2 separate regions of the Danio rerio genome follow, and region 1 is linked to region 2. Evidence: chromatin contacts called from public Micro-C data. All regions are on one chromosome and are shown on one strand. Each heading gives the region's core, a stretch centred on a gene start, on an enhancer-like site or on the middle of the called end of the contact. The rest is flanking DNA. Distances are from core to core; before and after follow the strand shown. Region 1 overlaps slc2a4rg (SLC2A4 regulator). Region 2 overlaps slc2a4rg (SLC2A4 regulator).

What was found. Hi-C and Micro-C count contacts between places; a contact is called where the count stands out from the background.
Region 1: a Micro-C map of caudal fin shows a contact between it and region 2, with 2.4 times the contacts expected there. The contact joins two enhancer-like sites. A contact is called at or near these places in 2 of 18 Hi-C or Micro-C datasets (caudal fin and an unstated tissue).

Annotation. Positions count from the first base shown.
Region 1 is chr23:16,212,593-16,218,973 of GRCz12tu, forward strand. It overlaps slc2a4rg (SLC2A4 regulator), which reads left to right. Exons shown (of 9, transcript XR_012398873.1): 3 at 4,155-4,255. Among named protein-coding and RNA genes, the nearest start is that of slc2a4rg, 84 kb to the left of the region's middle. Within about 2 kb of position 1,664, at least 26 of the 62 cell types and tissues checked have an H3K27ac peak or open chromatin away from gene starts, as enhancers often do. A contact at or near this core is called in caudal fin, where this site is marked.
Region 2 is chr23:16,164,342-16,170,024 of GRCz12tu, forward strand. All of the region lies in intron 2 of slc2a4rg (SLC2A4 regulator), which reads left to right. Among named protein-coding and RNA genes, the nearest start is that of slc2a4rg, 35 kb to the left of the region's middle. Within about 2 kb of position 1,575, at least 9 of the 62 cell types and tissues checked have an H3K27ac peak or open chromatin away from gene starts, as enhancers often do. A contact at or near this core is called in caudal fin, where this site is marked.

The DNA of each region.
Region 1 (6,381 bases), core at 414-2,913, 48 kb after region 2:
CACTGTCGTCTCACGGCAAGAAGGTTGCTGGTTTGAGTCTTGGCTGGGCATTTCTGTGTAAAATTAGCATGTTTGCTTTAAATGTCACTTAAACTGTATAAAAGTGTCATGAAAAAAATCTAGTAAAATATTATTTACTGTCATGGCAAAAATAAAATAAATCCATTATTAGAAATTAGTTATTCAAACCATTATGTTTAGAAATGTGCTAAAAAAAATAAACAGAAATAAACTGAATTTGTGGGGGAAATAAACAGGAGGACTAATAATTCAGGAGGGCTCATAAATCTGGCTTCAACTGTATATAAAATACATAAATTTCATAGAACAATCCCTCTGTACAAAAAGGACAATATTTCCAATTGGCAAAAGACAAATTTAAAATATATTAGAATAGGGTTGGGCGATGTCGACCTATTTGGCGTCGTATGATGTATAATATGAAACATTGTGATGTATGAAGGCATCTTCATCACAGGAGGTGGTGAATTAATTATTTATGAATAATTAAGGAATTCATAATGAATTAATTATTTGTAGCCTACCATTTCAACTACCTGACCCACATAGTATTTGTTTTTGTCTCAAACAAATCATAAATAAATAAATAAATTTTACACACAAATTACCACCTGTCCATCACTTTTTCCGCAGAACTGGTATGAATATGCAGAGTGGTCTGTGTCGTTATAATGGCGTCCACAAACAGCAACCAACCAACAGTATCTGAGGGTTTCTCTAAAATTACTAGGTACAAGCGTGAAAGCGAAAGATTAAAGTGACACATTACCTGATATTTTCAAAAGACAGAAGAGTCGTTAGATAAAGACAAGATGAATTAAATATCAAGTTTAACAACTATCGTTTGACCCGATCCAGCAGTACATCCTTGATAAACTGTCCGATGTGTACTGCTCTTTGGGGCTTTGTGCTCGAAGCCCCCGCTGACTGCCTGGAGCTTAGACTTGCACGCATACCACTGGAGCGTGTACCAGAGTGTGTGTGTGCATTGTCATGTGATCGTGTGGACACATTTTCAGCGGTATTGTGTGAATGGAGAGCTGTTTAGAAATGCTAGGTAAAACCCAGTGTGGAGAGGCCTACGTAAAGACGTATTAATGTAAACGGGGCCTAAGTGTGTGCTTTTCACGAGTGGGTTGTTGCTGTAACGGGCCCGGGGCGGAGGATCGTGATGCCGACTTAGCATCATGATGTCTGTTGGTGATGGCATCGTCCATCGACCCAACCCTACATCATTGACTACATCAACATGTATTTCATATTCTGCTAGTTGTTTGTTGAATCATTATGTAAGGTAATCCACTTAATTATATGCATAAATATTTCAACATGACGTCTGTTAACACTCATTCCCTCTCCCCTCTCTCTGATCTCCCTCATTTCTTCCTTTTTTTTTCTCTCCTCTATTTTACCCCAATATTACAGCCATCAACCATGCACATAACTGTATAAACAACACACAGCTGAGTCTCACCTGTGAGCAAGACACTAAACAGTTAACAGGGCATTTCATTCAGCCGCACACTAAACCCTGGTGTTGATTTACAAACATGAGTAAACTCTCTCCCACACACACGCTGAATAAATACGGCTGATAATCGAGCTGTTCTGTGTGGGCACAAACCAGAGGCCGAGTGCTAGTGTTTATTACTGTGCTGGAATTTTCCATTACTCGTGATGAGTTCAGCGCAGTAGGGAGCTGCAATACGGCCTAGAGAAGTGTTTACTGTGGGATTCGGCCTTGCTCAAAAGAAAGAACGGCTGCTTAGGCTTAAAGAGAGAGCAAAGCAAGGCCCACCTAACAGATGTGTGTTGTTTATGTTGGTGTGAGAGAGCACTAAACATCTGGATTTGCTTGATGTTTTCGGTTTTAGTTGATCTAGAACTTAAAGTAAGCGTGCTCTGGAAGTTGCCGGAAGACTTTTATTTCATTATGTTGATGCACTTCCAACTGAAACAGAATATTGAGTTGTGGGCTGGGCTTTCATTGGCGAATCGTTCCCTTATAGCAAACTAACGGTTAGAGAAGGTATTAATATGCAGTTGCTATGAAAGCCTTAATGTTAAAGTTTACAGAAGAACTGCCACTTCAAGCGTGGTAGTGTTCAATATTTAATTGAAGACTATCAAAACAAACCGTTTTTTCCCGTAAATTAACTTCACAGAATAACACTGTGAGCTAGCAAAATAAGCACTGTAAATTTTGATATCATGTGGACTTTAAGATTGGTTTTCATGCAGCATTGTGAATGAACTTTATGATTTGTAAGTTGAGAAAGTAGGAATATTACATGCATTACACTGTTCAAAAACTAGAAAACTGGGGCAAACAATCAGTTATAATTAATGAAAGTTGCTACGACAGGGAAAACCGCTGTAGCTTTATTTCCCTACATAATAAATGACCTTAAATCAAATGACATGTGCAGTGACAAACAGAGTCATGTGGTCTTGCTTTCTGATTCTTGATGTTTGTAAACACAATTGTGACACTGAACCACATGAAGCAGTCTTATGTTACACTGTTTTATATATATATTGATATATATATATATATATATATATATATATATATATATATATATATATATATATATATATATATATATATATATATATATATATATATATATTGATATATTGATATATATATATATATATATATATATATCAAAACTTAATAAATATATAAAATCTATTGTAAATATATGAAAACCTATTTTTTTATTAGTAATATGCATTGCTAAGAACTAAGTTTGTCTAACTTTAAAGACAATTTTCTCAATATTTAGATTTTTTTTTAATGTTTATTCAGAATCCAGATTGTATTTTGGCCAAATTTTGTCCAATTCTAATAAACGATATATCAGTAGAAAGCCTATTCATTCTTATTTCAGATTATGCAAAATATTCATTTATAAAATTCAATGTCATGTGTTCAAGAGAAGAAAATCATCACATTCTGGGAAACTGACATAATTAATAAATAACCATAACAACAAACAAAACACGTGTTTGAAAAGCCTTGTTAGTTTTAACCCCTTCTTAGCACACAGAAATTCTGTCAGAAAGTACATTGCATAAATAATAAACTAACCTCTCTTTATGTGAACTATCAAATACACACAAGTTTTTGTAAAAAGCACACAAAAATGTGCATAAAGTATGTGTGAATGAATGTAAACAGTGGGGGAATAAATTTCATGAGTATCAGCATATTAGACCGGTCAAGCAAAATATCTCGGACATGAAAACAACACACTATTGACACAACTCATCTAGGCTCTGCTCCTATTATTTAAATGCATGTTTTGTAAGGTGTGTGTCCACAAAAGAAAACTTGCGAACTACAATAAACTTAAATTGAGGGATTTCTCAAACTGTACTGTAAAGACCTTTTGGCTTCATGATTTTGCATGCCTTTTTCAGGAACATTACGATCCATTTGAGATTAAATGTGCATCTTGGTGTTATCGTTCGTCACTGTTAAGAGTGTCAAAGTAGCTAGAAGTCATTAATTTTCAATGCGTGGCTTGTTTTGGATAAAGTGGGCGTCAAAAAAAAGTTGAAATCAGGTCAACTTTATGGTAATGAAATATAACAGGGTTCGATGGAAACCTATCAGAAGGTTTTAGTCGACCACTTGAGAGGATTCCAGACAATTTGGACTAATAAACTTTGGGCTACAGACCACATTAATTCCCAAACAAAACAAAGGCTGAGGTTGATGATTGTTGTGCAGGTTTCTCGGTTTGTAATGTAAAATGTGCAAAAATTACCATTAGCGTGAAGACTTATTATTATTATAGTTATTGAACATCTTCTATAAACAGCATGCAGAAATTAGACTAGCGCTTAAACATGAACACAAATATCTCACTACACAAACAGCATAAGATTGGTTTATTTAATTTAAAAAACAGTAAACTTGTTTGATTGTGAGGGTGGCCAAAGCAAATTCCGACACTCTCGCCAGGCGGCGGTGTAAATGCAAAGTTACTATTTTATTTACTATGTATGTGTACCATGTATGTAATTTTTATGTACCTAAAATGTACATAACAGTATATGGATGGTAATATAGCTAATGGTTTAGAAACCTAATCTCTCTCTCTCTCTTTCTCATTTAACAGGAGTCCTTCTGGTCATGCTGATAAAGAAGTAATGGCCGCCACCGTCCTGACCACACTGTCCACCAGCCCGTTGGTGCTCAACCCTTCTTCCAGCGCCTCAGGTTAAACTCTGCCCTTACTATCTATACCTCCTGTGCTGACTTACTAACACTCATTGCTTTGTTAAATGTTAGTTCTCAGAGAATCCATGTTGAATGGCAGCTTGTCAAACAAGCTCTAAACCTCTTGAAGTGCCCTAAAGGACTCCTGCTTTCTTTGTTTTCAGATGTTTTAAATAGGAAACGGCTTTAACGAAGTGTGTGATTTGTTTGTCGCCAAACAAAATAACAAGAATAGTGGTTTATTTTAAACACTGACTTCTAGTGAAACCAGTCCATACTGTTTCAAACAGTCAAACGGACAATTATTCAGATCAGTAAGTCATATAATTTACCTATTATTTTAAACTGTAAAATTAATACATTAATAAACAAATATTTTACAGTTTTGAATTGTATTATGGTATTACTGTATTCAGGATGCTTTCACATTTCAGGGTGCAGAGGTTTGTTTTGGAACCTGACTCGTATGCTTAGTTAGTGCGGTTCGTTTGGCATATGTGAATCCCGCAATCACACTTAAATCCGCCTCAAAACAATCAGTCTAAGATCACCTGAATAAAGGGTCTAGGGTCAATTAAAACGAATTCTGGGGCAGATCTATTATAGTGAGAAAGCAAAACGAACTAACGAACCTGGTTATATCACAGTGTATTATGGCTGTGTAATGGCCATACATACAGCAATATGAAAAGAGAATCATGAGTAGGGAGGGACGTCATTCCTACCAGTAAATCTGCATTTCATATCGAGTAAGAAGTTAAAAAGCATATCAAAGTATTACCGAGTGCTGTTTATCTGAAATAACCATCTGATATTTTTTCTTATTTTAATCTTATAATATTTTCTAATAGGTCTATTGTTTTGTTTATTTCTACACTGACACTTTGAAAGAAATCTCATCTGACTGGAGTCTCGATTCACCTGTAACTTCTCTCTATAAAGTAAGCCTATAATACATAAATCTAGCCATTTTTTAAGCTCAAAATTAATAATGAAAACAAAGTTATTAAATGTCTTGACGAGCAATAGATTGATCAATTGATTCAATAGATAGATTTGAACAACCCTAAACATCTGTAATGAGGCCATGTATGAGAAAGTCTTACCTCTGATTTATATTTGGTGATGGAAGTTAAAGTGAACCTTTTCGCATATAATTTCTCATCATCATAAATGAAAATAGCAAGTATGACAGCTGAGCGGAATCCATGGGACTAATTAAAAATAAACTGACCAATGTAAGGAGAGTTTACACGCATGTGACCTTTTAAACTATTTTGGTCCATTTAGAAACTTTGCCTTGTGAAAGTGAATCGCACCAAGAACAAAAGCAACGTTGTAATAATTTTAATCCCTGTTTCAGAACAAAACAAGGTGTGAAAGCACCCTCACAGGTTTATCTTTACATTGTGTTTACATTGAGAGAGAGAGAGAGAGAGAGAGAGAGAGAGAGAGAGAGAGAGAGAGAGAGAGATCCATACGTTTTATTGTTTCAAACTATTAAAAATAGTAATTTTTTAAGTGCAGAGGTACATTTTCAAAACTAAAACTATAATTTATAAAAATATTATGAAAACATTATATATATTACAATATATAATTATGTTATATTTATATAACATTATACAATATTTTTTAATGTAATTTATAACTAGTAAGTTAAACTTTTGAACAATAAAGTTGTCCGAGCAAAGAACAAGTTCTTAATAATGCAATAATAAGTAATAATAAGTAATGCAACTGAAAAGCATGAATAAACAGAAAACACATTAATTTAATTCAAAAACATCTTTCTTTTACTAATCATTTATTTTTAAGTGCATTCAAATTCCTAATATATCCCTATAGAACCGGTTATAATTGTCTAATGTCTGCATACCTTCAGCAATTTAGTAATTAGACCAGCTGAATAGTTATTGACATGCAAATTGTCATTTTCATGAGCTCATGGTTATATTATATAAGCACAAAGCTCTCTGAACAGACCATTTTTGCAGCTTCTCAAAGTTGTCTGTGTAGACATGAGTTTTGCATAAATATTAGCATATGTCTGCTTGGTCATTACACTCTTGTTTCAAAAGAATAAGAAAAAAGCTGTTTCCTATTTCATGTCCCCTTTTGCATGA
Region 2 (5,683 bases), core at 325-2,824:
ACCCAGTTGTTAAAGTGCAACAGATTAAAAACAAATTTTCATACTGTTGCTGATAATCTTAAATCTAAAGCATTATAATATTGTTAACAGAAACAAATCATTGTATTTATTTATTCCTGTTAAATTTTTAATTAACGATTTAACAACTCACTCATAAAAATGTCATTTTTGATTAGTGGATGATTCTTATTAGTCTGAATTTTTCAGTGACAGATTTTAAATTGTTGTTTGTCGCGACCTACTGGTACAATACTGGTTGAAAAATAAAGACTGAACCTCTTTCAAATGCTGATATAAACTTACTACAGATATCATCAAAAGAATAATAAACATATGCAAAACTTGTTTTTATAAAACTTGAGGTTTTATATTTAACGTTGCATGGGTGTTTGAATCGAGATCCCCATCTTTTAACAATGTGCAGCCATATACTGACTGGCAAAAGTCTTGACTTCTAGACTAGTTGATCATTTGAAAAAGTGGCAGAAGGTAGATTTTTCCAATGAATCATCTATTAAACTGCTTCCCAATCATCACAAAAACTGCAGAAGACCTATTGGAACCCACATGGACACAAGATTCTCATAGAAATCAATCGAGTTTGGTGCTGCCCATTACATTACAAACCACAGGAGTGGGTGAATTCTTCAGCAGGAGATCGCTTCTTCAGCCTCCATATCAAAGTTACTGAAAGCAAAGCAAAACAAAGCAACTTCTTTCATCATTATATTTAATAGAAAAATCAAAATTCTTCTGTATATGTGATTTTGAGTGATGCGGGAAGCATTTTGAATTCTTCAGTTTCTCCGTTAGCCATTAGCTATGTTTCCATTCGCCATTTTGGAATATTGCATAAAAAATGCTTAATGAAAACTTCAAAATGTGCATTTTTAATCTGCATTAAAAAATTTTTAAAGCTTTTTGTCATCTATTACATAAGACAAAAAACACATTGACCGCAGCAAATTCCAATGTTCTTCTTGATGTTTGGGTGCCAGGTTTTATTTAGGAAGTGGCCATTTTTCTTATTTTGACTGATGAAACCAATGCTTTTTAGCAAATGTTTTATGCATTAACATGCAGTGTTGCGCATAGTTTGCATATTTAAATATAGGTATTGTTGTTGACTGATTAACATGCCTCTTTCACAGTAGCACAACTTCACTGTATGTAATGAATCACTTCAAGCAATAGTTAAAAAAATTAATATTAATCCACAAGTCACGTGGGTACAGAACTGTGGGTTGGGATCTGCATAAATCAATTGCAGTCCGTTGCGATCCTAGTTTTCTCTGATCAAGCGGTGTTTAGAATACTCCTTTTTGTCCTAACAAAATGAGCCTATTATGTGCATGTGTGGATAACTTTACTGATTTTACTGCTCCCCGTCCAGCTGTAAATTATACTATGATTCTTGGCCTTGGATTGAAGTGCAGGAACTGGAGGAAAGCACCGCTGAGGCTCTCTCTCTCTCTCTCTCTTTCTCTCTCTCTCTCTCTCTCTCTCTCTCTCTTCTTTACCATTCACACACCCACATCTTACATAACCTTTTTCAGTCATAGTTGAAAGCATTTTCAAGCTTTTCTTGGGAATAAATGGCAGCCTGCTCTGACTTCTAAGAACAGCTGGATCTCTACAGTACCTATTCTGTCAATCCTCCTTTTTCCAGATGAATCTGTCACGCCTCCAGTCAGTTTGGTTTTTCATGACACTCAGGAAATCATCTGCACTTTGATATGTTTAGTCTTCGGCAGATATTGTAGAAAATGGATGAGATCTAGGTATTTTTCTATTTTGTCCTCAATGCTGCACTGACCCAGTGGCCCTTACACTTTGCTCCGGATCATGGCACCATATTTAGGGTAAATCCCAACAATATGAGAGTGCCGTTTCAGGATCAAGGCTGCTTCGCTGTCTTACACTGTTCTCATTCACTCAAACCCACACACTCGCACAAAGATTACTTTAATCCTTGTGAAATAAATATCTGCTCTCTGAAGCAATCTTCACTGATATAAAGCAGCGAAAACACACTTTGATAATATGACATTCTAGGTGTCGGTGCATTTTCTGATGTTCTCTTTGGTTTTAGATGTACTCTGAAACAATATTCATGCTTAAAATGAATCCAGGATTGGATTTTAAGTCCTGTACATTGACTAGTTAGTGACATGGGATTTCTTGCAGTGGATATACTGCTTTGCCAGCACAATTTGCAGTAGAATTATGACAAGAAACTTTTCTTTAAACAAGCAAAGAAACAAAAAAGCAAAAATGGGAATAGAAATGAGACGTTAACATTTAAAGTAAACATGAAACAAAAGTCTCTATTGACATGCAGGAACAACCTATTCTCCAAAAAGTCTCCATTTTATGTTATCTTTATGATTTGTTCCCCTAATTTGATTGTGGTATGTGGCCTGACTTAAGGCTTGTTGAAGCATTTTTCCCTCCAATCTTTTTTGTTCATCTTATGGTGTCACTAGGATTATTTTGTACTTTCCAATGGAGTCTGAACATCCCATATACTCATTATTTTGGACCCAATTTGCACTCCCTGTTATCCGAGCTCTATAGCCTTGTCACAACAGATTTTTTGTTTTGGATTAATTTGGATTGTTTTACTACTTCCATACTGAGTCAGTGTCTACCAGATTTGGGCTTAGTTTCCACCGTCCAGTGAGCGAGTGTCTTTTTGTCCCTTAAAAAAAAATTCAATCTTCCAATCCGTGGTGTCATTACACATAATTAACTGCTGATTGAGTTGAAGGCTTTTTCATCCCTATAATTTTGACCCAATTTGTGGCCAAAAAAAAAGTCTTCATTGTGTGTCATCATTGCGATTTATGTGCCAGTTTTCCACCCCTAATACCTATCTTTAACCCCTTATACAATGTTTAACCCCTAATACAATAGTTAATAAAAGTAATTGAGCTGCACCAGGCCTTGGTTTGTCCCTAAATCTTTCTCCAAATCTAAATCTCCTTAAAAAAAGTCCAAGACAAGTTAAAGGGTTAGTTCACCCAAAAATGTAAATTCGGTCTATAATGCTCACCCTCATGTCGTTCAAAATCCCTGAGACATTCGTTCATCTTCTGAACACATATAACAATATTTTAGATGCAATATTCAAGAGCTTTGGAATATTCTGAAGCAACAAGAACACTTTTGTGTGGAAATAAAAATAAAAATAATGACTTCAGTTCAATCATCAGTGCACAGCGCTCTCATGAATGTGCACCTTATACTGACATTGAGGAGTAGAAGTGGTTTATTGTTTTTGTATTTTTTACCTGTTACTACAAATAAAGACATTGTCAGGTAGAATAAAGGAAATGGAAGTGATCACCAGTGAACCCAAACAGCCAACAAGCATTTAAAAATATAATTAATGCTCCTACAGAGTGGCACGGTGGCGCAGTGGGTATCGATGTCACCTCACAGCAAGAATGTTGCTGATTCGAGCCTCGGCTGTGTCAGTTGGCATTTTTGTGTGTTTGCATGTTCTCCCTGCTTTTGCGTGGGTTTCCTCCAGGTGCTCCGGTTTCCCCCACATTCCAAAGTCATGCTGTACAGCTAAATTGGGTAACCTAAGTGGCCGTAGTGTATGTGAGTGAATGAGTATGTATGGGTATTTCCCAGTGATAGGTTGCATGGCGACCACTGATTGTTAAAGGGACTAAGCCGAAAAGAAAATGAATGAATAAATGGATGAATGCTCCTACAGACATTTTTGAGGATGTTTTGTTTGTCTAGATTTTGAACAAGCTGGGACCGTTGCTCTCTATGGAGGATAAGGGAGCTCTCTAATTTCATCTTAAATAACTTGTGTTCCAAAAATGAACGGAGGTCTGAGAGTGAATAATTAATGACATACTGTGTATCCGGAAAGTATTCATAGCACTTCACTTTTTCACATTTTTTATGTTACAGCCTTAAATTAATTTATTTCCTAAAAATTCTACACACAATACCCCATAATTACAATGTGAAAAAAAAGATTTATTGAAATTGTTGCAAATTTATTCAAAATAAAAAAACCTGAAAAATCTCATGTACATAAGTATTCACAGCCTTTGCTTAATACTTTTTGATGCACCTTTGGCAGCAATTCCAGCCTCAAATCTTTTTGAATATGATGCCACAAGCTTGGCACACCTGTCTTTAGGGATTTTTCCCCAGTCCTCTTTGCATTACCTCTCAAGCTCTATCAGGTTGGATGGTAAGCGATGGTGTACAGCCGTTTTCAGATCTCTTTAGAGATGTTGAATAGGATTTAGATCTGGGCTCTGGCTGGGCCACTCAAGGACATTCAAGGACAAGTTGTTGTGAAACCATTCTATTGATATTTTGGCTGTGTGCTTTAGGTCATTGTCCTGCTCGCAAATCTGTCATCAAGCGCACTCTGAAGCAGGTTTTATTCAGGATGTCTGTGTAGATTGCATTGCTCTTTCCCTCTATCCTGACTAGTCTTCCAGTTCCTGCTGCTGAAAAACATCCCCACAGCATGATGCTGCCACCGCCATGCTTCACTGTAGGGATGGCATTAGCCTGGTGATGAGTGGTGCCTGGTTTTCTCTAAAGGTAACGCCTGGCAGTCACTCCAAAGGGTTCAATTTTAGTCTCATCAGACCAGATAATTTTGTTTCTTATGGTCTGAGAGTCCTTCAGATGCATTTTGGCAAATTCCAGGCGGGGAGTGGTTCTCCCCTGATCAATCAGCTTAGATGGCCGGCCAGCTCTAGGATGAGTTCTGGTGGTTCCAAACATCTTCCACTTGTGGATGATGAAGGCCACTGTGCTTATTGGAACTTTCAGGCAGCAGACATTTTTCTGTAACCTTCAAAAGCCTTGTGCCTTGATATAATCCTGTCTCGGAGGTCTAAAGACAATTCCATTGTCTTCATGCTTGGTTTGTGCTTTGACTAAATATATTCAATTCAATTCAATTCAGCTTTATTTGTATAGCGCTTTTACAATGTAGATTGTGTCAAAGCAGCTTCACATAAATGGTCATAGTATAACTGGAACAGTGTAGTTCAGTTTTTAGTGTTTAAGTTCAGTACAGTTCAGTTTAGCTCAGTTCAGTGTGATTTAATCATTACTGAGAGTTCAAACACTGAAGAGCAAATTCATCGATGTATAGCTCAACCAATCCTGAACCATGCGAGCCAGTGGCGACAGCGGAGAGGGAAAAAAAACTTCACCTGATGGGAGTGAAGAAAAAAAACCTTGAGAGAACCAGACTCAGTTGTGCATGACCATTTTAATTTCTCCGCTGGCCAAGAGTCTTGTGCAGAGCTTCAGTCACCGCGATGGAGGCTGGAAGATGGCCTCAGCAAAGACTCGTCTGTCCCTGGAGCGTTGCTGGAATCAGACACATGTTCTCTACTCCCCTTGACCATCAGCGCAGCAGCAGCTCAGGATATGGCCTGGTCCCGGATATGGAAACCTTATATACCACAGGTGAACTCCAATTAAGCTGCTAAAGCATCTTAGTGAATGGAAGTCTTTGGAGCAGTGTGCAGTGCAGTGTGGTGCAGTGTGACTGGCTTTGGGTGAACTAACCCTTTAAACTCATTTGTGGCATAATTATCACCAAAAATGAATTCTGATGTCTCTCATTTTCTTAAAAAAAGAAAAGAAAAAAAAGAAGCTGCAAACTCGAAGGAAGTGTAAAAAA